2 separate regions of the Mus musculus genome follow, and region 2 is linked to region 1. The links are chromatin contacts, called in public Hi-C maps. All regions are on one chromosome and are shown on one strand. Each heading gives the region's core, a stretch centred on a gene start, on an enhancer-like site or on the middle of the called end of the contact. The rest is flanking DNA. Distances are from core to core; before and after follow the strand shown.

Evidence for each region. Hi-C and Micro-C count contacts between places; a contact is called where the count stands out from the background.
Region 2: a Hi-C map of nephron progenitors shows a contact between it and region 1, with 6 times the contacts expected there. The contact joins two enhancer-like sites. A contact is called at or near these places in 3 of 484 Hi-C or Micro-C datasets (nephron progenitors and uterus) and 8 of 115 datasets of contacts at active chromatin or transcription factors (astrocytes, cardiomyocytes, embryonic forebrain and 5 more).

What each region holds. Positions count from the first base shown.
Region 1 is chr7:70,347,177-70,353,490 of GRCm38.p6, reverse strand. Nr2f2 (nuclear receptor subfamily 2, group F, member 2) reads left to right here. Exons shown (of 3, transcript NM_009697.3): 3 at 1-1,541. Among named protein-coding and RNA genes, the nearest start is that of Nr2f2, 10 kb to the left of the region's middle. Within about 2 kb of position 2,595, at least 158 of the 459 cell types and tissues checked have an H3K27ac peak or open chromatin away from gene starts, as enhancers often do. A contact at or near this core is called in nephron progenitors, where this site is marked.
Region 2 is chr7:71,463,895-71,470,208 of GRCm38.p6, reverse strand. No RefSeq gene overlaps it. Among named protein-coding and RNA genes, the nearest start is that of Gm36260, 87 kb to the right of the region's middle. Within about 2 kb of position 2,693, at least 6 of the 459 cell types and tissues checked have an H3K27ac peak or open chromatin away from gene starts, as enhancers often do. A contact at or near this core is called in nephron progenitors, where this site is marked.

The sequences.
Region 1 (6,314 bases), core at 1,346-3,845:
TCCAAGGAAATTGAAAGTATTCAGAAATTAAAATATTATTTGATATCTGAAATCTGCTTGGCTGTCCCCACTCACTGTCTTTCCACGGAGCTGAGCCCCTGTGAGTTCTCGCTGAGCCAGCGGGGGCCCCATTTGTTTACTCCCTCAATCAGTTTGTTCAAAGGTAGACTAGTGTATTTGCCTGTTTAATTTGGGTGTGGTGTGGGGGGGGAGCTGAAGTTAATGGTTTAGCTATGGTTTAGGAAGTGCCACACTGATATAGTAAGCCACCCCCATTCACCTAATCCTACTTTTAATTAAAAATGGATTTTCCAGGAAAAAAATAAGGCCCTTATATTTGTCACACTTAAGTGCCTGCTTAGGGAAGGTATTGTGAAAAGTATTAGAAATTTTGAGATCAGTATCTGTTTTATGATCAGAAAAAAAATGCTCTTTTGTACATTTGTGACAGTTATGCAGAGGACTGTCCAAGCAAGCTAATCACAGAACTGTAAATAGAGGGCAGTTGTTTGCAATGAGTTTTTCCTTAAGTAAGTGTAATTTTTCTTTTTCTTTTTTTCTTTTTTTTTTAAAAATATCCTGAGGTTCTCATTTAGCGTGGCTGTTGAGAGGATTTTGAATACAGTGATGTAGCTGCTAGCGACGAAGGGTCTGTTTTTCTTGTATATACATGATAACTTGCAGTTGCCCTGCCTTTCCCCTCCCCCTCCCTCTTCAGTCTGTTGAGAGCATGGCCACAGGTCAAGGGAATCTTTACCATTGGAGTTATGTACATAAAAAAAAAAAACCATGAACATTTGGACATTTCAGATTATATAGAAACAATCTGTACTGCTCTGGGATCCTTTGGTCTTAGAAACCATTTTTGGGGGGGTGGAGAGAGAGAGAGGGAGAGGAGAGAGAGAGAGAGAGAGAGAGAGAGAGAGAGAGAGAGAGAGAGAGAGAGAGAGAGAGAGAATAAAGAAAACTTTACAGGGTGTGCTGATTTGGGAAGTCAACTATTTGGTTCTGTCCCTTATTCTCTTTTCCTGGTTTGGGAAGAGCTCACTGCTGGGAACTTGCAATTTGTTCTTATTTAGACTTTCCAAGCTGCCCTCCCTGACAATACTTTTACCATGTTGTGGTTTAATCTTAAAACGGGGGAGGGGGCTGGTGACAGAGGTGAAAGAAAGGAGATCAGTTTGCCAAGTGCATTCAACTTTGATGCTCAGTTCTGGTTCATACATGCAGACCTGAAAACTCTGCCTGATTTAGGCAGAGATCTTTATCTGACCCTCAGCTTCCCTCTGTAGATATATAGATATATAAATATAAATATGAATATAAGTATGTTTTACAGCACAGCATCTGACCTGTAGATGGAGGTTTTGTTGGTTGTTTATTTTCCCCTCTTGCAAGTGCTACCCATGTGAGTGTGTGAAGTTTCTCTACTAAGTAAAACACAGGCCCTTTTCCTTGTTTGCTTTGTGTTAGCTTATTGTAAACAGCCATTTGTTGTAAATTATTATTGGCATTAAATTATAATTTATGATTTTCAAAGCAAAAGACAGTCCCTGTTTTATTATGCATTTAAGTATGTGTTCTAGGCGTTGAAAAAAAATCTCTGACTCTAAGTTTCAGCGATGAGCTTGGGGGTCTTCGAGGCAGAAAAAACAGGACTCAAAATTTTTCAACGGGTTAAAATAAAACCCCTTGTATACGTTTAGAGTGGCCGGAGGAGGATCTGTTTAGAGTCTTGAGTTCGGTTTAAGTTTATTGCATTTAAAGAAAGTTTTTCTTTTCACGCTGAGTTAGAACAAAAGATCTTTGCTGCGACTGAATTAGACAAAAGACGAGGGCTGGGACCCAGCGAGTGCGTTCTGTGTGAAATTGACGAGATCTTTTTAAAAAGCTGCTAAACATGGCGACTCTTTCCCTTTAAGTGTCTCTTTTTCCTTGCTGGTTTTTTTTTTTTTCTCCCTCCTCCATCTGATCTGAGCTCGCTTTATTTCTTTTCCCAACCCCACTCCCCCTCCTCCTGGCTCTCGGTGGTGTGAGAGAACCCAGTTAGACGCGAAATGCAACAATGGTCCGAGGAGAGAGAGAGGGGCGATCGCTCCTTCTTGCCACTTTCAAACAAACCTGGGAGAAGATTGAGCTTGGGGGAGAAGGAGGGGGGTTCTAGCCAGCTCGCTTGGCTCTCGGTTGCCCTACCTCGGCCTTTCACGTAGTGCTTGGCCCGGCCGGGGGAGGGGGAGGCGGGCGGGGGGCGAGGGGCGAGGGGCTGGGGCTCAAAGTTAGCTGGCGATGTCCAGGGCTGGGTCCGTGGCGACGGCCTGGTGTAGCATCGGGGCCGGCGGCGGGGACAGGGTCCGGAGTTGGCAGCGGCTGCGGGAAAGTGCCTGGCCCCCCGCCCCCGCCCCCAACGCCTGCGCCGCAGCGTTCCGCCCTAGCCCGGGAAAGTCCTGGGTGCGGAGAGCGCCCAGCTGCTCTCCCGGGATGTGCACCGAGCGGCGGCGGGCGGGGGGTGGGGGCAGGGGGCGGTCAGGGGGAGCCTGAGCGTGTGAAAACTCTGCCTGTAAGCTCGCTTTTGACTTGGTCCTATGAGCTGAGCCAACATGGCGTCTCCCATTGCACCGCGAGCGCCGGCTGCCAGGCACCGCACGGCCGAGTAATAGAAAACACATTGGTTACCAAAAAGGAAGAAAAAAAAGGGGGGGGGGGTAGGGGGAGGACTAAGGGCCATTCGGTCTGGAGGAAGAAATCCCTCTTTTAAACTCTGGCTGGCAAGTGAGAGCAGCCCTCGATTATTGTGTAATTAAAGCAATAGCGTTTGCAGAGAAAATGTTGGTGACCCAAGACCCTAACCCCTCTTTTTTGACGCCCTCACCCCCCCTCCATATATTCTGGAGAGTTGATTTCATGCACCCTCTCCTTCAAGAATCAAATGCGAAGAATAAAAATCGGTATCCACAAACGATCTTAAGTGTTTGAATGGTATAGGGGGAGGGGGAGAAGCCAGTATTTACAGACCTGGGTCAGTTCCCCGCGCTCATTAAAGCAGACGCTGCACTGGGCTTCCAGCGGGCCGGGACCCGCTTGGAGGGGAAGGGGGAGAAGAGCTGAGAATCTCGCTTGACGTTCCTACAACTTGCTGCTTTACTCGTCAAAGTTGTGCGAAAGGTGGTTTGGATAGAGATTTGATAGAGATGTGACTGGTGGGTAGAACCTAAAAGAGGCCTAGGCCCGCTTCCATGAGGGTGGTCGCAGGGCCCAGTTCTGTGAGAGCTCTCCTAGGCCGAGCCCCTGGGTGGAGAGCATCTTCAGAAAGATAACCTCTTTCTCTAGTAGGTTTGAGAGCAGTCGAGACTGGCAGGAGCACAGATTGGCCTCCCAGAAAGTCTTCCCAGGCCTCTTCAGAGATGGGGACCCATCATCTCTAGTTAGATGGGGGAGATCATCGTCCCTGTCCAGTTCCAAACCTAGCCCGAGCCTGGGAAACCCTATCAACCACCTGGGTGGGGAGTGAGGTACTCTGAATTCCAGGCCCCGTCAAGATTTATTGAAGTTGGGTTTTAAAAAACGTGCTTCAGATGATTTTTCCCATTTTCTCGGATTTCAAAGGCTCCCCGCAGTGCGGCTGCCTAATTAATGGTGAAATTCAACTAAATCTAATTATGCAGTAATTTTAAAGCAGTTAGTGCTGGGCGTTGGTTTGTAATAGGACCCCGGTTTTTAAAAGTTTGTTGACTGTATTGGTTTAGGGGAAAGCTATCTTTTGTATGGTAAAGAAAGATGGGGAAGGGTTTTCCTGCTCCGAAGGGGAGGGCTCAGGACTGTTAGCCATCCCACCCTCATCCCTAAGTCCTATTCAGTCTCCTTTCTCTCTTCTCTTGTTTTCTCTTTCATGCTCGGGCTAAAAAGCTGAGTGAGGTGCTAACGCTTCAAGCAGCCCCAGTTTCCTGATGAAACAGGAAAGGGAGAATCTATCCTTTGGAGACACAAAGGGCCAGACTGGTATGGGCCCTCTTAGATGCATCCGTGCAAACTTGAAAACTGGGAAGGGACTCCCAACTCCTCTAATCCAGAACAGATTTCCTCCCCAGCATCCATTGTCATTAAGGCGCAAAGCTGACTCTTAGAGTTATAAATCTTATCGTCCTTCTGATAACGTACTTGTAATAAGTTAGCGTCCCATTCAATGTGAATTGTAAAACTGCCTCACTTAATATGGCATCTGTGTCATTAAAACTCCCCCCCCCCCGCCCCGCCTAGTGACTTGCAGGTCTGCAGGTCTGGCTTTGGCGTTAACGGGGAGGTCCCTTACTACTGGGCTTCTGGGGTTGGGCAGAGGAGAGAAAAGGTGTCAGAGATAGGTTGCTGGATCCCACCTTGGGATTTTAGGTCTGGTGAGAGATGCCCAAAGGCAAAAAGGGCCTATGGGGGTGGTGTCCATCTCTCCAAGCCCCCCACCCCATTGGCCCCTGAAAATGACATTCCTTGAAAGAAACATGCTTGTGATTAGCTAAGCAAACACATGTGCTTTCGGAGTTGGTCCTTCGTTAATTAGCTGAACAAAGGGCCGTTTTGCTTTTTTACCTTTTGCTGGGAAGAGTGTGTTATTTCAGGAGTGTCGCGGGCTCTCCTCTTTTCAATTGCAGCCACGACGTTAATTTTATTGGGATTACTGATGGGAAATGAGGTGGCGCAGGCTTCCGAGAGGAAAAGCTTGATCATTACTCCCTTTGGAACTATATTTTTCCACCCAACCTCCTGCTCGTGAGGAGGGGGTTGGGGGCGAACTGCACAGCAAGTTCGGAGCAATTGGAATCAGGCTCGCGGTACGTTGATCTCGGGTGACAGAGCGTGTGTTGAAGCTGAACTCTATAATTTGCGCTTCTGTTCCTTTATTAGGCCTGGACAACGAACTAATGAGCTTTGGCCCAGTACAATGTCACTTGTATTTATTTTCTTATGGCAACTTTGAGATAGCGGAAGTGCTCCTTACCAGGAGCCAGGAAGGGCCGAGAGTTCGGTCCACTACGATGGGGATGGGGTCGGCAGCGTGTCCCCAGGGAGTGAGAACAAGCTGAGAGCCATCACAAGGCTGTCGGAGTAGAGGCACTGAGCTGTTAGGGACAGGGCTCTCTAGAAAGCGTTAGGCCCTATAATGTCTTGGGCACCCCTTCAGGCTCAGCATTCTGAGTGGAAGTGTGTGTGTGGGGGGGGGGGCTAGCCCAGGACAAGTTCTCAGTTAAGAGAACTCTCAGTTAAGAGAGTCCGAGGCTTATAGAGGGTATCCAGAGTTCGTTTTGGTGATGGACAGAGAAGGAATCCTGCCTTCCAACTTGCCAGGTCTAAGAGCCCTCTAAGCCTGCGGGGATACCCTGCTGGATGGTAGAAACATCTGCTTATACTGCAAAAGGCCTGGCCTAGCTCTGTACTTATTTTATTGGGAGATGTGAGGCAAAGGGTGTCCTAAACAGGGTCTTAGGCCTCTGAAGTTCGGTAAGTCCCTCCTATTTCTTCCTAGTTTAGCTGGAGAGATCTGATAGAAAGTGAAGAGAGGGTCGGAGGCAGCGTGGGCATCCCTTGTGCTCTGGCAGAGAGAATAGGAGACCCCCATGCGGGAATTGATGGGGACAAGGAAAGGGAAACCCCGACCTGCTAGTGGGGCGGATGCTTCCCTCTACAGCCTGAGACTTCCCGTGGCTCTCGCCTTGCGCCTAGCTTCGTCAGGCAAGCCTTGTTAATAACGCCCAGGCTCGATGGCCCCCGCCCTCCCCATCTCTCCACGCTTCATCCCTCTGCCTTACCACCCCCCTCCCCACCTCTTCCTTCCTTCCTGCAAATGGGTGTTAACGTGGGTCTTTATGTTCTGTCTATAACTAGGATGTAATCACGCGCCCCATGCCTCTCTCTAAAAGCATTTAATAAATGTCTATTAAAGCGCTACAAATGTAAGATGAATTTAGTGGCGCGGCTGCCTCCCTGAATCCAAACGGTAATGATGGATTTATCAACGGGGATTCGCCTTCAGCACAGCGAGGGAGGTTTACTCAGCAAATACGTCGGCGAGCACCCACCCAAATACAATCATTTGACCCCCTGCGGGCGTTAGCCGCTGTGTCCCTTCCCAAAGCTAGGCAGGCAGGTCAGGGTCGTCGGGGCCAACTCAGACCCAGGAGGACCAGAGGGGAGGTCTCATCCATCTCCTGGTGTCTAAATCCCTCCTCCTCTGTCAAAGGCCTTGGATCTTCCTCTCTTGGAGAGTGTGTAGGTACCTGGCCTACAGATTTACAGGTGGGGAGCAAAGGTTCTAAGGGCAGAATGAA
Region 2 (6,314 bases), core at 1,444-3,943, 1.1 Mb before region 1:
ATCTCATGTTCCTGGCTCCTCTCCTAAGGGTCAAGGTAGACCATCAAGGTCGGCCCACTGTTACAGGCTGCGGATGCGTGTGTGCTGCCTGATTAAAAGCAGCAAAGATGCTTCAGTTAAGCTGCTGTCCACAAAGGCACAGAAACCTCTACCCTAAGGACTCTTTAGGAAAGGAAACATGTTCCAGGATAGCCAGGGATCTCTGCACCCAGTGGGAATACTGAGCCTTCCTGTGACCCCAGCCCAGCCTTATGGGGATAACCTTTTTTTTTTTAACTCTATTATCTGATAGTTCAGGTCTGACTCTCCTCTACCCCCCCCACCCCCTCCCCCTCCCCTCCAAGACCTTGTCTGACTAATTCCATCAGCTGTGAAGACATGAGCTGGAAAGGGAAGTGTCTTGCTTGAAAGCCAAGCCGACTTCAGTTCTGCCTCTACAGGACCTTGCATTGGTGTTTGTCCTTTTGTCCTTTGCCAGGATTTCTACATTCATAAATCCCAATGCTCTCATTTCTCACAGGGCATGGAGACATTGAACTTACAGCTATCTTACCAGATGATGTGAATAATCTTGCTTGCAGTAGGTACAATTTAAAGGCACTGCCCTTACCCTTTGTGGGCCAATACTGAAGGATTACTTTTTCTTGTCTATCATGTTCTACATTTCTGCCACAAAGAAGATCCAAAATATTTATTTTCTTACACCAGAAATCAAGCACTTAACATGCACACAGCTAATGAACAAGATTCTTCTAAGTCCCATCTCAGCCCAGTGTTCATTTCCAAACCCAACACTCATTTTATTATCTTGCTTCCTTAGGCTTGCGTTTAAATGGTGTACTAATTAATCTACCACTTCACTGGGAGATAAAAATAAAAGATCAGTTGCTCTCTTACTGTATGGAAGTGTTAATTCACAGTTCTTTTTCTTCCTACAGTAATAAAATATATGATTAGGAATTAGAGAGATGGCCCAATAGTGAAGAGCAGTTGCTGCTCTTCCAGAGGACCCCAGTTTGCTTTCTAGCCCACATTGAGGACCATATGACTGCCTGTAACGCCAACTCTAGAGGACTCAACGATCTCTTTTAGCTTCAGCAGGCACATGTACACACACGTGCATTCATATTTACACTGTCTGTCACACATGTACACATATTATCTTAAGATAAAATAAAATAAGGATATGATCAATTTTTTAAATATTTTTTATTACATATTTTCCTCAATTACATTTCCAATGCTATCCCAAAAGTCCCCCATACCCTCCCCCCCCACTTCCCTACCCACCCATTCAATTTTAAGGAAACATTTACTTTAAAAGATTTTGCTGCATAATGGGCAAGTGAGATAATGGCACTGAGAATTTAGAAGTATCTATGTGTGTGGAAACATGCATTTTGAGGCGATGTATATCACCATTCCATATGACAAGGTGGAGATCTGTTATGCCAGATTGCTCTGAGTGAGTAAATCAGGACTTTGAGGTAAGTCTAATGAGTGAGATGTGTCGGAAACACAAACTCAGTGTACCAATGTCACCTAGACAAACCCAAACAACCTTAATTTACTTCTTTTCCCAGACTTTGGAGGAACAATGTAGACTGTAACTTATTATTGGAAATACTGTGGATGTCTAATAAAAATATCTCAATTGCGGGCATTCTTACTTCAAGAGTTAGATTTTTAGTTTTAGTTTGACATACTCGTCCATTTTCCTGCCATTATACCTTCATGTTTGTTTGGGTTTTTTTTTTTTTTTTTTTTTGAAAACCCATTTGGAGTTTTTAAGTAACATTTGAAATTCTCCCCTCTAATTTTAAAGAGAAAGAACACATAAAGGTCACGGAGTGGCTGAGGAGAATCAAGACTGCTTACTGACTACTGTGAAAATCAGAGCTGAGGTTTCATAGTAGGAAACAAATGAGGGTGTTCATTCTAAATGATGGGCATCCCTGTCAGTAGCCAAAAGCCCAAGAATATCTCCCACGCTGTGCCACGTCAGCACCAGGGTAACCCAGTAAACAGGGTCCTTTGAACCTTTTCACACTGAGTTGTTGTCAAAAAGCTACACGTGTCAAGGGTAGCAAGCAGGTCCAGGCCAGCACTGTCACAAGCATGGAACATCTTTCCAATTTCTGATCTGTTGAGAGGTAGATTATAGAATATGCTAGAAATCCTGACGCTTCACCTCCAGGGCACAATGTCACTTGCTGCTTCACCCAGAGTCCTCCTTGGTTGCCTTTGCAAGGAGAGGAAAATTTCTACCCACACAGCCCTAAGATGCTGACATCCCATGTTTACAGGGATTGTTTGTTTAGAAAATTAATCAGTTACGGTTTTAAACTTTAATTAAAGAACGTTTTCCGGTGTTATAGCAAAACAGACAAGTGCCCATAAAACGTATATTTGACTGCTGTTGTGTGTTGTTTTTGGATCACAACACAGTCTTGAGATCAACCATGCATGATATTTTTGTGAACTATTCTTTTAACGGAACAACCTTCACATAAATTAGGTTCATTAAAAAATATCCATCAAAATAAAAGTCATGCTGAGAAACCGTTGGCTGGAATTTCCTTTTCCTATCTAATCAACAACAAAATACTTTGTACTCCTTCTGTAAATAATACTAGGGAGAGAAGTGAGCCGGCACTCCATTGTGCAATAGGCTGTTCCTGCCAGGGAGCCACAAGTAACTTCATTGGAAGGCACACATTTTGCGTACATTTTGGTCAAGAGAGAATCACTGGTTCAGTGAGCATGGGCATGCTGGAGAGATTTTAGATCCAGATGGCGATACATGCTCAGCATATTTTTAAGTTTTCCCTTGTGTTTTTACATTTCTATTTCTTGTTTATTTGGATCTTGATGATAAAAGAAACATGCTTCTTAGGTAAAAGTGACAAAAGATTCACACACATCAAATGTTCTTAATAATTGCCTTAATAAACAAAAGATTGTTACCAGGACATGTATCTCTAATTTTGCCAAGGTATCCATCAGAAATATTTGTACATGTATTATCATAAATCCAGTAGAAGATGCCAACTAGGGCATTAAATGTTTATAAATCTTACCCTCTGAGGACTCAAAATGAATTTACAAAAACAAATGAAAAATAGCAAAAGATAATCTTTCTCTTTTTTTTTTCAATTTTGTTTTTCTGTGAAGAAAATTGAAAATTCCACTAAGCAATGAATACAGAGAAAAGCATTTCATATCAAAATTAAAAGAATATATGAAATTTACACAATAAAATAATTTACAAATAGAATATATAAGATTTTCCATATTTCAAAGCAAGAAGATTTATAATACCATATATACAACAATAAAATAAAGATAAAATACTGTAAGTTTGGGGTGTTTGGTTTGTTTGTTTGGTTGGTTGGTTGGTTTTTGGTTTTTGTTCTTTTTAGTATATACCTTGGGAACTATACTTTCTATCAGAATATAGTGAGGATTTTTCAAGGTCCATACATACAGTTCATCTTCATTCTTTTGAGCAACAACTTAGAGTATAAGGTATTAACCAGAAAACTTCAGGAAAACCAATTGTTTCCCCAGAATTCTGGACTGATGACATTCTGTCAATAATTAAGAGCACAGATTTCAAACATATTTGATGTGTTTACATTAATTGTATTTTGTGGTAATTTTCATTATTCCCTCACCCTTTAAAGACATTGTAAACCACGTATAGTCTTCGCTCATGTTCAGGAAGTTAGCACCATCATCTAACCTCTCATTTTTCCTTTTTTATACTGAGAACTGTGATTCTCCAGGTCACCATGGAAAAGAAGATTAGAATACCCCTTTACTTTCTTTAACCCAAATTCCTCCTAGACCTGTCTTGGAATACCAATAAACACCTTTGTGTTTGGACCATGAAGTGATGCAAAACAATCAGTTTCTTTCACATAAAAAGAACTTGGAACAGACTAATGACAGATAAGGACAGAAAGAGCAGACACAAAAGGGTGTCAGCTGCTTCTACTTAACAGAATATTGGAGGTCGGAATCTTTAATGGGAGAAAATGCAGCCATTCATATCCAGGATCTGACAACTGTGGCTCTGTGTACTTACTCACCTAGAGGATAGAGGATGGATCAGAGTGGCACTCTTGCAAAATGACTTTCTTGTTGGAGGGGTGTATCTGTTGATGCTGACTGCACTGTTAAAAATAAATGAAGAGAAACGATTCATTGACCTGCAAATTTAAAATGCGTGTTGATTCAACAGTTTTAATTAATGTAATTATGTCTACCTGAGTTCTGAAGTCACAGAGCAAAACATTCCAGAAATACTTTCCATTCCTCAGCTGGCTCTGACAAAAGCTTAAGTACTTGGGTGAAGTTGGATTCACACTGCATGGATCAGTTTTATCTATTACAGATTGCTAAAGGTGTAGGTAATAGATGTTTTCAGACCAGATGCCTATAATTTGTTTTACATAGGACACCAAAATAACTATTGTTTTCAACAATTCTGTGAAAAATATTAATTATTTGGTATAAGAAGACTAAATAAATATATTAAACATTCTGAAGTGCTGGTTATATAGATACTTTTTAGGACAACTAGTTATTCCAAAAATCAACCAAAAAGTTATTGAAAATATAAGATCTCTGGACTATGAAGAAATAGACCAGTTCAAGCCTTACTTTTCATTACCTAATCCCTTCTCAACTCTACTCCCCAAAATACTCAAGCAAGCTTTTCCTTGCCTTTTCCCAAGTTTAGAATCTTCTGTGTGTTCACTCTAAGTCCTAACCTCTATCATGTTTTCATTAATGATTATTCTATCAATCCATAAATGAATAAGTGTATAAATTCATAATTAATTCTGAGATCATGGCTTACTTGATGCAACACTTTGCATTGTTCACAGGTAATGGAACTATCTGAAGGAATGTCAAGGTACTGGACAGTTGGGGAAAGCTCATCTCAGTCTCAGCATGCTTGTCCTTTTAGAATAGGGGATTTGACTGTTAATCTATGACACTCTGTATTAGCATCTGTCCTAGAGCAGACCTCTGCAGGGCCTATGATCACAGAAGGGAGACACTGATAGGAAAGCATGCAGAGGTCCGAGTCTCTGCTGCATGGCACAGAGAAATAAGCATTCTATTCTGTTGGTCACTATAATGTGAGCATCTGAATGGGAAAATATAGGTGATGGAGTTTCATGAGACAAAGTTTCAATGTTGAACATACATGTGAAGTCAAATGCTTCGTGGTTGGAAAACAACCATGAGAGGTCATTTAGCATGGAAATAAAAGTATGGGAGGAGTTATGGACCCTTTAAAAATCATGTCATGAATGTTGTCTTTATAAAAAGACAAACAGAGAGAGGATATGTTTTGGTGGAGGTGTAATCAGGGCCCTCCGAGGCGTCCCTTCCCCCTGAGGGACCTGCCACATGAAGGTATAGTATAGAGTTTATTCAGGGCATGGGGAGGGGAGCAAAGAGGGTAGTAGAGTCAGAGAGAGAGAGAGAGAGAGAGAGAGAGAGAGAGAGAGAGAGAGAGAGAGAGAGAGAGAGAAGAGAGAAGAGAGAAGGGTGGCCATGAACATGTAAAGAGGGGGAAGGGAATGGGGAGGGGGGAAGGGGTGAAAGGACAGTGGGAACAAGAAGGCAAAGCAAGAGAGAGGAGGGAGCAAGTAGCCCCTTTTATAGTGAATCAGACACACCTGGCTGTTGCCAGGTAGCTATGGGGCAGAGCTTAGACAAAATGCTAACATTCCTCCATTTTGTAACAATAGGTTTGCAATTGAATTGACAGAGATATTAAATTTTATGTTAGGTAAAGAGGGCTGGCAAGATTGCTAAGGGGTTAGAGTGCTTGCCACACAAACATAAGGGCTTGAATTCAGAGCTCCTGAACCCAAGTGAAAACCAGAAGTGTTTACACACATTCCTAGCATTCCTCTGGTGAGATAGGAGAGAGAAGGAGAAAGGGCAATCCTTCAGATGATTTAGATCAGGTAAAATGATGAACACAGCAGTGAATAAAAGACCCTGTATAATTGCAGCACTCAGGAGGTAGAGGTAGGTAGATCTCTGAGTTCAAGGCTAGCCTGGTCTACAGAGAGAACTCCAGGATAGCCAGGGATGTCAGAGTTACACAGAGAAACCCAGTCTGGAAGAAAAAAACAATCAAAAAGAAAAAAAGAAAAAGAGACCCTGTCTCAAACAATGCTGATGAATGACAGCCACTTTTTCTTCTGATTTCTATGCAAAGGATGTAGCATACATATGCCCATAGTCACACACCAGAAATAAGCACACACACATACACACACACA